Linked DNA regions of Mus musculus: region 2 is linked to region 1. A link is a contact called in public Hi-C data. All regions are on one chromosome and are shown on one strand. Each heading gives the region's core, a stretch centred on a gene start, on an enhancer-like site or on the middle of the called end of the contact. The rest is flanking DNA. Distances are from core to core; before and after follow the strand shown.

Evidence for each region. A called contact is a pair of places that touch in the nucleus more often than the background predicts.
Region 2: a contact with region 1 is called in a Hi-C map of the N1E-115 cell line, with 2.5 times the contacts expected there. The contact joins two enhancer-like sites. A contact is called at or near these places in 1 of 15 datasets of contacts at CTCF or cohesin (the NIH/3T3 cell line), 3 of 484 Hi-C or Micro-C datasets (the N1E-115 cell line, cortical neurons and embryonic fibroblasts) and 5 of 115 datasets of contacts at active chromatin or transcription factors (craniofacial prominence, embryonic forebrain, embryonic limb bud and 2 more).

What each region holds. Positions count from the first base shown.
Region 1 is chr19:55,771,499-55,774,567 of GRCm38.p6, reverse strand. The region is part of intron 4 of Tcf7l2 (transcription factor 7 like 2, T cell specific, HMG box); the gene reads right to left. Among named protein-coding and RNA genes, the nearest start is that of Gm31734, 30 kb to the right of the region's middle. Within about 2 kb of position 1,252, at least 37 of the 459 cell types and tissues checked have an H3K27ac peak or open chromatin away from gene starts, as enhancers often do. A contact at or near this core is called in the N1E-115 cell line, where this site is marked.
Region 2 is chr19:56,252,236-56,255,289 of GRCm38.p6, reverse strand. No RefSeq gene overlaps it. Among named protein-coding and RNA genes, the nearest start is that of Gm32144, 13 kb to the left of the region's middle. Within about 2 kb of position 1,534, at least 26 of the 459 cell types and tissues checked have an H3K27ac peak or open chromatin away from gene starts, as enhancers often do. A contact at or near this core is called in the N1E-115 cell line, where this site is marked.

The DNA of each region.
Region 1 (3,069 bases), core at 3-2,502:
GAAAGCAGCTCAGAGAAAGAAGGGAGGAAAGGAGAGAGGAAGGCAGAGCCTACTCCCAGGAGCAATTGCAGATCTGGCCAACGCATTTCCATTTTGCTTGCTTTGAGTCATCCACCTCCTTATCCACAAACAGCTGAGGGCTCGACCAGAGCCCATATACCCACAAAACAGATGAGAAGGAGCAGCCACACTCTCACTGTTTCTAAAAATGGGTGGGGAGGCAGAATTACCCAGAAAACTATCCCCCACTGCTGCCTTAGTCCTTCATCTTTGAAGATCACACTGTCGCCTTTATCTGGGCTTCAGGGTGCCTTTGATTTGAATATAGGAATTTCAAGGCTTTCAAGTGGCAATGCAGAAGCTGCCATGGCACTAATAGAGTTAACAAGACAGACAGACAGATGGCACACACACTCACACACACACACACACACACACACACACACACACACACACACACACACACAAGCATGCACACGCAAATGCACACGCACACACACCTTGCATGCTGAACTCCAGACAGATCACTAACAGACAACCTTCCCAACTTATGCCAGCGTTTTTTCTGAAGTGATTAATGCCCTCAACATAGGCCTACATCAGGAGGCATTCGCTCCCGAGGGTCACCCCCACCTCCAAACCCCCACTCCTAGCCTCAGCCCACAGAGCTCCAACACTGCACACAGCAAAGCCGACAGTGTCTTGCTTCTAAACAGTGCTTCATAGAACACTCTGTTTACTGACTATAAGGGGATCAAGAATTGAAATCCAATTTAAGGAATTATGGTGCCTTCAGACTGTTTTCCCTCAACGATGAAACAAGACAGGCATGTTGTTCCTGGAATTTAGCCAGAAGAAACTGATCCTCGTAGTAATACAAGAGAAAGAAGAAAGAGATCGATGTATGTGTTTACACATACATACTGGCTCCAACGGGAGTTAAATTCGTAGTAATAAGTGAATTTGCTTCATTCAATAGAATGAGTCTGAAGTTTAATTCAAAGCCCTGTTTTGAAATCTGTTTATTTGGGCAGAATTCACCCCTGATGGCTCTGAGAAGCAGAAGAAAGGTACCCATAAAAGATGGAGTGAGAAGACATAGGAAAGTCCACTATATAGTCTATCTACTTTGCGAAAGGAAGAATGAGCCAAGGAACCCAAGCTGCTCTGTGACCCGGAGTACAGTGCTGCTCCCTGCAGACAACAGTAACCACTGTTGCTTGGTGCTGGCCCCTACATCCAGGATGCTTGAATGCTGTCTCATTTAACCCTAAATGAAACTGCACTATGGCTAAACTCATCCACAGAGCAGTGAAGTATCTAACTGGCTGTGAGCTGCAGTCAGTAGAGGGCTCTGGTCACATCCCTCCTTTCCACAACAAAAGACTTTCACTTTCATGGTTCTGAGATCAAACCCAGGTCCTTCCATATATATGTAGAACAGGTACTAGCCCAATGAGCTACACTTGTAGGCCCACAGGAAAGCTTTTAAAGCCACAAGAATGTTCTTCTGGCTTCTCATTGGCTCTGCTACTACACACATCCTATAGAGGCATTTCACGGCTGAGTAAGGGAGAATCAGCCAGCCAGCCACAGCCAGGTCATGGGAGGCTCAGCTCCTTGCCTTATCCATCCATAATTAATTCTTCTGCAGCCATTATACATAAAATGAGGTTCTCCCCAGAGGAAAATACCTGGTCTCACCAAGCGCTGCCTAGGGAAACAGGTCAGTGCTGGTGTTAATTGGAGGTGAGGAGGCTGGATATCAGATAGAATAAATTAAGATATTTCAGATAGCAAATCACAGCTCCTGTTGCAAGCTCTGCCGTCTGAGCTACCTGGCACAAGAGGGGAGAACAGGAGGCACTTCTATATAGTCTAAGATCAGCTGGAAAGATAGGGTCAGTGTCAGAAAGAAGTAAAACAAAACCCAAGAGCTTTCTATTAACAAGGCATGGACAAGCAATTATTTATTATTATTATTAATAGTAATAATAATAATAATCTTGGGGAGGTTTGAGAAAGATAACCACACTTATTGCTTTACACACACACACACACACACACACACACACACACACACACACACACAGGACAAGAAGAAAATGTGAAGAGAAAATCCAGAGGATACAGAAGGGTGGCTTAGCAGGTAACGGTACTTGCTACCAACACTGACAAACTTAGTTCAGTCTCTGAGCCTCATGCAGAAGGAGGGAACCAACCCTTCACTTGTCCTCTGGCCCCTGAACATACCAATGGCATATCTGTGTTTACATGCACGCAAGCATGCAAACACACACACACACACGCATACACACAATATGTGCCATTAAAAGAAATTAAAACCAATTGACTAGGACGGCCTTCTGGTTCCTTGTATTTCACCCCTGCTCTTTTCAAACGAGCCTCTGAAAATATAAGGAAAGCAACACCCCTCCACACACACACACACACACACACACACACACACACACAGCACTGTGGTTTTAACTCCGACATTCTGCAAACAGGGAGGTTTTAACCTCCTAGAGCTGGGAGATGGTAAAGAAGCAATGGCTGCTCTCAAGTCAATGGGGAGAATCGATGTCATTTCTCTAAGCCCTGGTGACATAAATCATCCTGGGCAAACTCCTTTCCGCACCACTGTCACCCAAGTCTAAGTGTGAACAGACCTGAGTTGGCTGGCCACTGATGGATTTCTCACTCAGAGAAAACCGCAAGAAAGTTCCAGCAAGCTGGCCTGTGCTAAGCACTCAAGCCCAGCCACAAAGGTGTCAGCACTTCATCCCATAGAGATGGTGCCCAGGGGCCCAAAGGTGAACATCTGTGCCAAGTTTCCCAGATCTCTTATCCCTGGCAACCAATGCACAGGGTATCTGCAAATCAAATCAGAGGAGGAGGGGAGGGGGAGGGGAGGAGGGGGGGAGGTAGAGGAGGGGACGGAGTGAGGAAGGAGGGGGAGGGAGAGGAGGGGAGGAGTGAGGAAGGAGGGGGAGGAGGAGGGGGAAGGAGGAGTTGTTACACACTCATTAAGACTCAGACAAACAAGAGCCTGAGTAGGAAAATCCC
Region 2 (3,054 bases), core at 285-2,784, 480 kb before region 1:
GACAACCCTAAGTTTCATGTCAGAGAGTGACCGTCATAGTCCCGTCCTCTTCCTCTATGATGAACTCACAGGTCACTGAATTAGGAGCTTGACAGAGGGTCCGAGCCGCGGAGCCAGCACACCTGAGAATCTTGGAGTCCTGGGGCTTGGGGAAGTGTTTGGAGTACCACTTGGGTTGATCCCCTAGGAAGCTCCTGGGAGAGTCCAGAACGCTCCTTCCCTCCGTTTGTGGCAAGGCTCTTACTTACTCCCTGGCCCTGATCCTTTAGCCCAAGATCTCTGGCCGAGAGGAAGGCACAGGGAGAAAACAAAGTGCATGAACTACCATCATGAACACCTGGGGGCGCTAGAGAGCAGGCACCGCCCTTCCCAGGGGTCTGGGGAGGCAGAGGGAGGAGGGGCTAATACATGATGCCTGTGGTCTCAGGAGCAGTGTGGACAGAAAGGTCCCGAGCTGTCTATCACCAAGATGACCTCACAGCAGCAATAATAAAACCCTAACTTCAATTTGCTGAGAACAAGCCACGCCAGGCTCCCCCTCACCCTCAGGAAATATTTACAACTGCACTTCCTGGCTGGTGTCCTTACTGTTCCCATTTTGCAACCAAACACACTGAGGCTCAGGGAGTTCAAGGAACTAAGACTTCCTTAAAAAGTGCAATATGCCAGGCCTGCATCCCCATCTAGTAAGGCCAGCCTGGGGTACAGAGAGAGTCCAGTCGTTGGATCCCACAACACACATGCATGCATACATTCACAAAAGCCAAGATCAGGACTTAGTGTGGGGTTTTTTGGGTTGTTTGTTTGTTTGTTTGTTTGTTTGTTTGTTTTTTGAGACAGGGTTTCTCTGTGTAGCTCTGGCTGTCCTGGAACTCACTCTGTAGAGCAGGCTGGCCTCGAACTCAGAAATCTGCCCGCCTCTGCCTCCCAAGTGCTCGGATTAAAGGCGTGCGCCACCACTGCCCAGCCTTAGTGTGTTTTCTTAACATCAGAGTTCAGAATTCTTCCACTTCCAGCTGCCACTACGGAAGCCTCTACTGAAACGTCAGTCACAGTTGGTCTGATCTGCAGGGGATGTTTCCTTTGTGGGTTTTGCTTGTTTTCTGTCGACAATTCAGCTATCATGAATTAAAGTGAATCTGGGCGAGGGACGTGGCTGTGTGGACAAAGGTGCTTGCTGATAACCTGAGACCACACAGTAGAGTATATGTTCTTTTCTTACCTCCACAGAGGTGCCATGGCACCCCCAAGTCAACCAACCGATTGATCAGCCAGTTGATTGACTGATGGATCCAGCCATTAACCAATACAATAATTTATTTAACAACTGCATCTAAGCTGGAGGCAGAGTCTTAAAGTCAGTTGAAGTCTGGGAGCTGAGCACTGACAATGTGGAGCCCGCCCTAGGTCCTCCTGACTCTCTATCCCACCCTGCAGCTCACCAGCCTGCGTGCAGTCTTGCGATGTCCTCTTCCTCTCAGGCTTGCCTGAAGAGCAGACACTCCCCACCCTGAAGGATAGCTCTCCTCCTGCTGCCTCTCTGGAAGCAAGCGTAGCCCATTTCAAGTACAGATAGAGGCCATGAGGCCATGGACGGGTCTCCTAACCTGTTTCTCTGAGCCTCGGTGTCCTCAATCTGTAAGACCGATATCTCCTTCCATTGCTGTGATAAAATACTCTGATAAAAAAACAAAGGCAGAGAGAAAGTGTTTAACCCATCCAGAGGTTACAGGGACTACATCGTAGCTGCGCATGCTCAGTGCTCCTGGCATTGCAAAGCAGAACACAGAAAGAACAGAAAGTGAAACTTGGCTGTAACACGTCAAAGGCCCCCCCCAGCCCCCCCCCCCCAGATGGATTTCATCCAGCGAAACCTCACAGTCTGGTTGTTCCATAACCTCTCCAAACGCCTCCTGCTGAGACCCGTCTGAATACAGATGTTTATGCAAGACATTTCACATTCAAATCGCAATGAAGTAGCGCTGAGTTACACAAATCTCAGTTGCCCCCAGTTGCTTTTATCTGTCACTGAATAAGAAAAGGAAAAACTGCCCCTCAGCTGAGTATGGTGGTACACACCTGTAGTTCCAACCCTTGAGAGGCTGAGGCAGGAGGATCACTGTGAGTTTGAGGTCAATCTGGACTATATATAGTATGAGATCTTCACACACACACACACACACACACACACACACACACACACACACACACGTAGGGTTATGGGGTCCCGAGTCTGCTCTGCTACAGGGCTGGGCTGTAGGGCAGCCCAGGGACACAACTCTGGAGGTGGGGAATTGCAGTCTGAGAGCTGGAGCAGGCTCAGGGTCCCCAGGCCTGTGAGGAGGCCAAGGCTGGGGCTGTCTGGTTCTCAGGCTCACAGACACCCAGGCACCTATGGAAGCCTTGGAAAAGCTGAGAATGGAGTGGGGACCCTCTGGTTGGATCTGGCCCGAGGGCGGTGTGTGTGTGTGTGTGTGTGTGTGCTTGTGTGTTGTGGGGTTAGGAGGAGCTCCAGCTGGTCCCACGAGGAAAGTTCTTGGCTTGACTGCAAAAGTAGGCTTGAGTTTGGGCTCGATCTTGGCTTGGAGCATAGAGAGGCCTTCTACAGATTAGACAGCCGCTCTGTAGGCAAAGGCCTTCTCCATGGCTCCCCAAGGCGGATCATGAAGAAAAGAGGAAGTCCATGGTTTTAAGACATTTATTGTCATGGCGGAAAGTGGATGAGTAAGACTGTGTACCCCACTTCTCAGGGTGGACCTGAGGTTAAATACCTTTTTGCAGGGAAGAGTGTCTGGGAAGGAAAGCTTATTGCCTACGTCCCCCAACCTTTAGGTACCTCATAAAAATAGAGATCTGTCTTGAACCTATGTGACCACACTTCAAATCCTCTACCTGTGGAGGGGCTTGGAGCGTTGCCCCTAAGTGACTGATGGGCACAAATCTATGGGGGGCCGAGACTAGTGACAGGGACCTGGTGTGCAGGAACCGGTGAAACACGCCTTTCATCTCCTTTAGGATCACAGTGGTTTCCAGCTTTAGTTCAACCAGGAACAA